Linked DNA regions of Mus musculus: region 2 is linked to region 1. The links are chromatin contacts, called in public HiChIP or PLAC-seq maps. All regions are on one chromosome and are shown on one strand. Each heading gives the region's core, a stretch centred on a gene start, on an enhancer-like site or on the middle of the called end of the contact. The rest is flanking DNA. Distances are from core to core; before and after follow the strand shown.

Region 1 (4,563 bases), core at 877-3,376:
GCTTCTGATTTCTTGACTTTTTCTTTTTTGATGTCCAATGCAGCCTTTCAGTCAATATTTATTTATTGAGCATCGACTATGCCGTCAGTCTCATGCTAGCCCTGGGGACAGGACACAGAGGTGAGCTGGAAAGCTGGGGCTCCCGACTCTACTGATTACATAAAGTTGAGATGGAACTAACACTCTTCATGTGTTGGTCCAACTCGATGAAGACAAGAGGCAGGTAGGAGAAATTTAGGGAGCAGGGGCCGCAGGGTGATGATATTATCAGATACCTAACCCAGCATGGGTGCACTGAGAAAGCTTCCAAGCGGAAGTGGAAGTAGGAACAGGAACTGGCTGGCTGGGTGAGGTTAGAGGAAAAACTTGAGTAAAGGTTCCATGGCAGGAGGGGTTACTTCATGATACCCTCATTACTGTATTATTGAGAAGAAACTAAAGAGTGTGACTTGCTCAGGGTCCCCAGTAAGGTGAGCATTGGTTCCTGGGCCGGTCTGTCCTTTCCTGTTCTTGCTCTTTGGTTACTATCAGGCTTACTAGCTCCAAGCTTCTTGATTTTGCTCTTGATCACAGGCGACTTACCGGATGTCACTTAGAAGCAGTGACTCAGTCAGGATGGGGCCCTGAAGAATGTTCCTGAAGGTCTAGGTAAGAGAAAGAAACTCAGTGCAAGGGAACAGGCGTCTTTGGCCACTCGCAGTTCCAAAGCAGGCTGAGGTGGGCATGCCAACAGGACCAGCTGTGTATGTCACTGCCTCCTCCTAAGATGGAGCCTAGACTTCTCTAGTGGTGAGATGGCTTGTGTATATGGTGGGGGGTACTCTGTGCAAACTTCCGGTACCTTCCTTCGGTGGTGAAGTGGCATCCCCTGGTGGGAGGCCTTGCCAGAGGCCCTGATGGACTTGGGAATCCCACGCTGAAGGGGCTTCCACCAAAAGCTGTTGATGATTCACAACAATATCTTCACGCTCAACTCGCAGGCAGTGCAACTAAAAAGTCTCCTCTCCCCAGGAGTCATCCCGATTTATGTATGGGTCTTGGGGGGGGGGGGCATTGGGCACATTCTTGAGCCTTGTAACTTGCCTTAGATTCCTGAGTGCCCTCTTTCCTTGCAGGAGGAAATACTTCCATTCAGAAGAAATGGCCCTGCCCTCTTGTCTCTATTGCTCTGGACAACTCAATACACAGCCACCCCCAGTTCATGACTGGAAAACTCTGGGCCTCCAGGTCTTCAAGCTGTCTGTCTCTGACAGTCAGTCCTAGATGCCTAAATCCACATAGCCCCTCTCCTGCCTCCACCCAGTTCTAGCAAACACCCTGGGAGAGAAAGACCTTGGTGAAGGAGAGCCACGGGAGTCTTGGGTTCAAGTGCTGATGATCCTCTAACCCAGAGGTTTAATTTCTGCGTGTGCATTTGCTCTCGAGGTCTGCAGGCCCTGTGGCCTGCTCCACAGCACTGCCCAGGAGGATGAAATGAAGTCCCAAACCCCGCCCCCTTCCTGGATACATGCATATATACACACACACACACACACGAACACATGTGTGAGAACATATGCATGCACATGAGTGTGTGTGTGTGTGTGTGTGTGTGTGTGTGTGTGTGTGGAGAGAGAGAGAGAGAGACAGAGAGAGAGGTCAGTCCCACAGCACTCTCACGAAGTTTTGCTGATTGACTGAAGGAACATACAAGAAACCAGGGAGCCATTACAGGAGATGCTGTCAAAAGCTGGCCCAAAGATGTTCACTTCGATGAGCTAGAAATGAGAAGACAAGGCTGGCTGGGGATGCAGGGGCAGGGGAGGGGAACATTCTGGAACCCAGGGTCATCCATAGGGGGTGCCAGGCTAAATGTGAGCAACTGTGACGCCCAGCAAGCCCTGGACATGGCGCTCTCTCTAAATGAGTCTTTAATAATTCAGTTACACAAATTGAGCGTAATTAAATTGTCCCTGTTGAAAATGCGCCGCTGTACATATGAATGATGAAATCAGGATCCAAAGGCACCGCAGAGGAGACGATAAGGTAATTTTCCACTTGTGCTAAGCAAGCTGGGAATCTTCAAAATGCAATTGTGCAGAGCGCCCACCTGGGATTATTAAAGGGCCAGTTCTCTGTGTGCAGCTTTGTCTCCCAGCTGCTGCCCCCTCTCTCCCTTTGACTGCAGCCCATGGTCTCCTCTGGAGCAGAGGAGAAGTGGGGGAAGGGATCCGAGACTCACCACTGGCAGCTTCCTGGTGCTCAATGCATTGTGCTATTTTTGGAGGCCTTCTCTCCAGCTGTCCCTTGCCTGGGGCCAGTCCAGTGCTTAGACGTACATGGTCAAGGGGCATCTTTGACCCCCACAAGCCAAGGCCCCTTTCTCTCATCCGCTCAGCTGTGCTCCAGACCTAGCCATGACCACAGTAGTCACATTCAGCCCGTATCCCTGCTCTTGATAGGAGCACTGTCTCCCACCTACCTGGGGCTGGTGCAACCAGGCCCATGGGGGGAGGTTGATGTCCCCAGTGGAAGGAATAGACCCTCAAGGACTAAAAATCTCACTGTGGTGCAGGCACAGTAACCCTGGGACCATGTCAGAGGAGTCACTCCCGGAGTTCTGTCCTCTGCTACCTCCTCTGAGCCTGGCTTAGTTAGTAAAGACCAAACTGAGGGATCTTCCCAGCCCTGACCCCTGACTAGGCTGTCCATCTCTCTGAAAGATAAGGTTACAGGGTCTGAGGAAGGCCTGGGAAGGGGGCCAACTCACAAGTCTATACTGAGTGAGTCAGATCAGCTTCTATTGGAGATGTCCCAGCAGCTCTGGGGAATTCCATAGTGGAATGGCCCTTGGCCTAGGAGCCTTGGTCTCTCCCATCCCAACCTTGTGCCCTTTCCCTCACTGTATGTACCCTTTGAGGAACACGGAGTCTCAACCAAGTGGGCTGTGGCAGGCTGTGGCAATGCATGAGTGTGCAATGGCCCAAATGGTGGGCTAGAAAAAAAAACGTAAGTCCTTTTGTTTCTCTTTGTTGGATGCAGGGCTGCACATACACCTGGACTGGCCTAGAACACTATGTAGCTAAAGATAATACGGAAGTCCTGATCTTCCTACCCCAACTTCCTGAGTGCTGATGTAGTTCAGTTGGCAGTGTTTGTCTAGCAAAACATAGGCCTGGGTTCCCTCCCAGCACCACACAAGCCAACACCAGTGGTGTTGTGTGCCCTTAATCTGGGCTCTCAGAAGGTAGGGGCAGGAAAACAAACACACAAACAAACAAAGGATTCAAACTTACTTTAAAAGTCTGGACCTGGTGTTGGTGAAGTATGCCAATAGTCCCGACTTTCCAGAAACAGAGGCAGAAGGATTATCAGTAGTTCTGGGCCAACCTGGATTACACAGTAAGACCCTGTCTTAAAAATAAAGCTTGAAGAACTATCAGAAACCCCAACTTCAACACAAGTTAACAAAGCAACAGGAGAGAAGCTGAGTTTTGGTGACCGATAACCCTGCCTCGCAGGTGACTCCTGGTTTGCATTTCTTGTTGGTTCCCCAGGGCATCTAAGCACTGAATACAGTCCAATATGTTTGTGTCACAGATAAATGTGGCCCAGAAAGGGTAAGAAACCTACCCAAATTCACCCAGCAAGTTAGTTCCCCAGTCAAGACTTGAGCAAGAATGACTGCTTTCATGTCAGTTCCTGCTTTCCCAAAGCTTCCACAGACTGAAATGGGTCTTGTTGGTGTTCTGGGTCTTACTTCTCAGCTGTTCAAGGCAGCTATAGCCTCCTCCCTGAGTTCTCTGGCTCCTGCCCACCCCCATCAGAGGCCACTGTGGTAGAATCCGATCTCATTCTGTCATTCACTCCCCAGTGCCGAGCAGAAAGAACATTCTGGGCCAGTTCCACGCAGCCTGAGCCTGTTTGTGCCACCTCCTTGGGTCACTTCATCTCTCTCCCTGCTGGCCCTCTGGCTCTTGCCCAAACACAGCTCACTGCTCTTCTGCTCAGCTTGCAAGGTCATCCCCTTGCCTCTTCCAGGCAGCCTTCCTTGAGCTCTGGTCCCAGCCAAGGTTAAGCATGTCTGTTCTTCCTTAGCCTCTCTGTAGATGAACTCACACCTGCAATGGACCTTCAGGTAGCTAGGGGGAGAAATCAAGGCAAACCAGTCACTGGGCCTGTATGTGGTTATGCTAGAACCCAGCTTGGGTCAGGAGCTCCCAGGGCCACCCATACCATGTATGGAGGCCATCCAGGTTTCTAGATCTTGCTCACTCACGTCTTCAACCCCACTGGCTTCCAGGCCTTCCCTCCTGGGAGTCTCCTCTGTAGGTTCACAGAGTTCCCCAATCCTCTGATTCAAAACTCAGTCCTCTCATGCAGAGGAAGTGGCAACCTACCCCTACACACAGACACACAGACACATGCAGGCTTGCAGGCACACACCCAAATCCTTCTTAGAAGGAAGTTTCCCTGAGCCCCTAGGTTGAATGACAAGCCCATTCTAGACTCTCCAGGGTGAGTGAAGTAGCCTTTACTCTGTCCTTCCTGTCCCAGGGCTTTGATCAGCTGCTCTTGGTCTCT
Region 2 (4,343 bases), core at 234-2,733, 86 kb after region 1:
AAAAAAAGACATCTCTCTGCATCTGTCTTCAAAGGCGCTTCTCGGATACTGGAAGGTTTGTCTGTCTGCATGGCTCCCATGAGGCGCTGTGACTTTTATTTGCTGATGGGGCTCTTAACTGAGCTCCAGTGCTCAACCATGAGCCTGATTATCACCGACCTGGCACAAAAGAGGAGAGAGATCTTAGAGAAGGCCCAGTCCACAGGCATGGTCAGAGAAAACAGAGACTGAGAGCCCAAGGACTGTCCCCTTAGTACAGAGCAGCAGAGAACCAGGCACAGAATGGTTCACAGCCTGGATGATGGTCGCCTGGGGTTCTTGAGTCACCCACCCAAACCCTGGGTTACCTGCTTCTCCACAAGGTCTCCTAGAGGCCACAACAGAAGATTCCTCCATACCCACTGAATTCCATGCATGCCTTCCTCCCAGAAAGGTACAGTTATCAGTGTGGACATGGCTGCCCAGAGAGACCATACTTTCCAGCCTGAGATTCCTAACAATGGGATCTGAGCAGAAAAGGTGTGTGCCTCATCCAAGCCAGTGCCTTTAAGACAACAGGTCTGTTTCTGTCTTGCTTTATTTTCCCCTCTGCCTGCCTATAGCCATGGCTGAACCCAGACTTAACTATAGAGACACTGCTAACTCCCTAGGGGACGACAAATGTCCCTAAACCTCCAGATGACTCTGCTATTCCTGTGGAGAAGGTGGCCTTTGCAGAGACACAAAAGCAGATCTCTACTTGTTATGGCAACTGAGTTAAATCCATAGAGAAGGTATAATGATGGATGAATAACCTCCTTAAGGTGGTATGCCACAGCAGCCTTCTTGGGGAAAATGCTGTTTAACTTTGGAACTTGACTGAAAAGGGAATTAGGACTGTGGGAGGGATCTGAGTGTGGATGGTGCCCTAGAGAAGGCACAGTAGGCGATGGGATAAAAGTTGGATGGGTGTAGAGTAACAAGAATCATAGCACGACGGGAGGGGAACGGGGCAGGAATGGAGACTTGAGATTTCTTTCCCGAATGGACCTTGTCTGGTGTTCCATTACATGAAAGGCAGCTATTGCAGTGGTCCAAGCCATGGTGAAGCCTCTGACCCAAGAAGTGCTATTAGTCAAGGAGGGCCGGCAGATGTGCCAGGGTCTCTTGTAGAACTCAAAGGACGCACTGGATTTGGGGGTGCAGAGGACTGTGAAAGGTGACCCCTGGAGGTTCCTGTAACAACTTGCCTGAAAACGAGCCATAGCTGGAGCAGATGGTGCATTGGGGGAGCTGCAGGGGTGACAGCTGCAGGGGCTACCAGGTAACAACATCATCTGCCCCTTCAAATGAGCTTGGGCCACGGAGGATGCGGACTTGGAGAAGACTGCCTCTGAAAAAAAAAATAAAAAAGAATAACCTGTGTGTCCATGGAGGGAGGACAGGCTAAATAAAGCAAGAGCTGTTCTATAACAGACACATGGGTAACCATGGTGCTCTGCAAATTAGTAAGCTCCCACCTCCAACCCAGCACAAAGCAAAGAAGCACGGGGCAGAACGGCAGACACGGGCTGCCACCATTGCGTACGACTGAAGGAAACACACGGATTTAAGCACACAAACACAGAGCATAAATAGTTTTCCTCCAGCGTAAACACGCTGTATCTGGAAGAACACACAAAGGACAGCAGCCCTGGCTGCCTCCAGGAAGGGGAACTGGGACAGAGGGCGACCTTTAACTCTGCGTCCTTTTGGTGCTTGTTTTTGAATGTGTCAACTGCAAAGAAGCATTAGCTGTTCAATAATGAATAATTCTCATTAATAACTCCAACCGAGAGATGGAGGAGCTGCTTGCTGCCTAGAATGCAGACCCAAGAGCGGCTGTCAGGGGCAGCTGTACTGATAAGCCCCTTCGTGCTTCCCCACCTAGCCCTCCTCACACCTGTCCCAGTGCAGATGGCTCTAGATTTTTGCCCTCCTGCCTTAAACCCTGAGGTAAAGTAAACTGAGACCAGTCCAGTTGCATAGTTTTCATTGTTGCTATTGTCTATTTCATATTGCATATGAAAAGAAAACATTGTTTTACTTTCTTGAAGGCAAATAATACACAGACACACAGACACAGACACACACACACACACACACACACACACACACACACACACACAATCAGTTCCACAGTAGCTGATGGCTTCAGTCAACCCACACCAAGGTCAGAATCCCAAGTCCACATAGTGTGTGCTGAATACAGTTGTATCTTTCATATGACAGCTTCTTCAAAGTGCCTTTGGGTGAACCCAGTGGAGGCAGAGCCAGAAGAGAACTTTACATATACATACTCCATCTGAGGGACCCCAGTGGGTTGTCCTTGAGGGCCCTGTGTGCAGACCCAAGATCTCTGAGGAAGCAGATAGGAGACAGGCACAGAGGCTACCTCCTGAGAGCACCAATCTCCTGGGGAGGGGACACCCCAAAGAGAGAGGAGGCACAAGTGTCCCATTGCAAGAGACATGCCAGAAAGAGACATTCCAGATGAGGGCTGTGGTCAAGAGCAGATGCTGAGAGCTCAGAGGAAGCCCAGAAAGGGGAAACGAATGGGCATAGCTGTTTCACGCCCCTGGCCTCTGTGGCTGCTGAGACTGAGGTTCAAGGAGATGGCTGAGGCTCCAGGGAAACCTAGTGGACGGAGCCAGATTTGAGCCAGGTCAAGCCTGTGCTCACACACAGCATATCCTAAGAAGAGCAAGTGGGGATGCGTCTCCCTCCAAGTCAGATGTGGGCCTGGGGAAGAGGGGGAACCCAGGCAATCATTTCATGCACAGGCATGCCTGGCAGCTCGTTGGCATTTTATAAGAGGGTGATAACCCTGGGAAGGTCAGTTGTCTTCTGGGTCACACAGCTAGTGAGTGCCAGAAGTTCAGTTCCAGCCTAGGCAAGGCAGCCTCTGGAACTTGTTCTCTGGCTGCACTCTCCCAAGAGAGCTGGGTTCCATGTTGAATGGGCTGCCTGTCAGCTGTGTTCAGAGGATCAAAACCAACCCAGCCAGAGTGGATGAATTAAATTTGGGGGCAGAGAAGGAAGGGGTTGAAAGGTGTGTGTGTGTGTGTGTGTGTGTGTGTGTGTGTGTGTGTGTGTGTGTGCTCATGGGCAAGCATACATGTGTACAGGTGTATATGAAGATCATGGAAGAATCTCAGGTGTTCCTCCACTGCCTTCTACTTGTTGCTTGAGACAGAGTGCTGTAGAATGTGGACCTCTGGGAGAAAACACATCATCTTCCTGAGATCGGCTGTGTCTGCCTGCAGAGCCCATTGCCACAGGGCTTGCTGACAGTTGCCATTCCCTCACAGAAGCTGGGCATGGGGGGGGGGGGACTGGTTGTTGAACCCTAACTTGAGACTCCAGCCATTCTTCCCAGTCATTGATATGTAGTTCTACCCTAGTCACATAGGGCTCCTGGTCTCAGGAGGTGCTGGAGCATACAAACCGGGGCAGGTCAACAGAATAGACTCCACCTATGTGGCTGAGGCAGAGCTGTGCTGGGTGAAGAGTTTCCAGTGTGGCTGCTTTGGATTTTCCCATGATCCTATAAGGATCACTGGTTCACTGGGTGAACTTGGGTGGAAGGGTACTTCAGTTTACTGTCTGGACCTTATAAGGAAGGGACAAATGCTGTTTACATCTCCCTGGGGAAGGAATTCTGGAAACACAGTGTCTCTCGTTGACTTGGAAATTCACCAAGGAAGATCTGCTCACTGGCCAGCGAGCTCCAGGGATCCACCAGCCTCTCTTTCACACCGTGCCATCTCTGGGATTATAGATTACCAGTGTATGCCACTACACTAAGCTTTGTCGCCTCAGTGATGAGGACTGAACTCAAGCCCTCCTTTTTGTGAGGAGAGTGCCTTACTTGACTAAGCCATCTCCTCAGGCCTAGAAAGTTCTTGATGTGACTAGTTTCTAGGCTTGTCAGGACAATTCCGAAGTCACTGCTACAGGTCTCTGCTGGACACATTTCTGAGGGCCCTGAGTGTGGGTCCTGCACACTCCAGATATTTGTGGAAACAGGAGAATTTCTATCTTCATTGTTGACCTCAGGCAGATGGGAAAGAAAGAAAATACTGGAAAGTGCTGAGAGGCGCCTAGCATTTCTCACATGAAGACAAACAATATTGACAGCAAGAGATGACATCTCTAGCCCTGTGCCATCTCACATGTAATCACAGTGATGTGGACACCTGAGCTCTCCCAGACCCCAGCTGCCTGAATGTTCCTGCTGGGTTGGGGTGGAAGCAGGCAGGCTAGTTTATGGAATTGGCTAACGGCACACTTCTGTGGGTGACAGTCAGTTGACCAGTGATGAG

The links. HiChIP or PLAC-seq counts read pairs in DNA pulled down with a chosen protein or histone mark.
Region 2: a contact with region 1 is called in an H3K27ac HiChIP or PLAC-seq map of VIP interneurons, with 2.2 times the contacts expected there. The contact joins two enhancer-like sites. A contact is called at or near these places in 9 of 484 Hi-C or Micro-C datasets (cerebellar granule neurons, cerebellum, cerebral cortex and 6 more), 3 of 115 datasets of contacts at active chromatin or transcription factors (VIP interneurons, embryonic stem cells and neural progenitor cells) and 1 of 9 other capture datasets (embryonic stem cells).

Annotation. Positions count from the first base shown.
Region 1 is chr2:92,724,690-92,729,252 of GRCm38.p6, forward strand. No RefSeq gene overlaps it. Among named protein-coding and RNA genes, the nearest start is that of Gm13816, 15 kb to the right of the region's middle. Within about 2 kb of position 2,127, at least 47 of the 459 cell types and tissues checked have an H3K27ac peak or open chromatin away from gene starts, as enhancers often do. A contact at or near this core is called in VIP interneurons, where this site is marked.
Region 2 is chr2:92,811,713-92,816,055 of GRCm38.p6, forward strand. All of the region lies in intron 1 of Gm39880 (a long non-coding RNA gene), which reads left to right. It overlaps Gm13791 (a long non-coding RNA gene), which reads right to left. Exons shown (of 5, transcript XR_001783401.2): 5 at 1,235-1,372. It overlaps Gm32413 (a long non-coding RNA gene), which reads left to right. Exons shown (of 2, transcript XR_374794.3): 2 at 1-7. Among named protein-coding and RNA genes, the nearest start is that of Gm32413, 7.0 kb to the left of the region's middle. Within about 2 kb of position 1,484, at least 19 of the 459 cell types and tissues checked have an H3K27ac peak or open chromatin away from gene starts, as enhancers often do. A contact at or near this core is called in VIP interneurons, where this site is marked.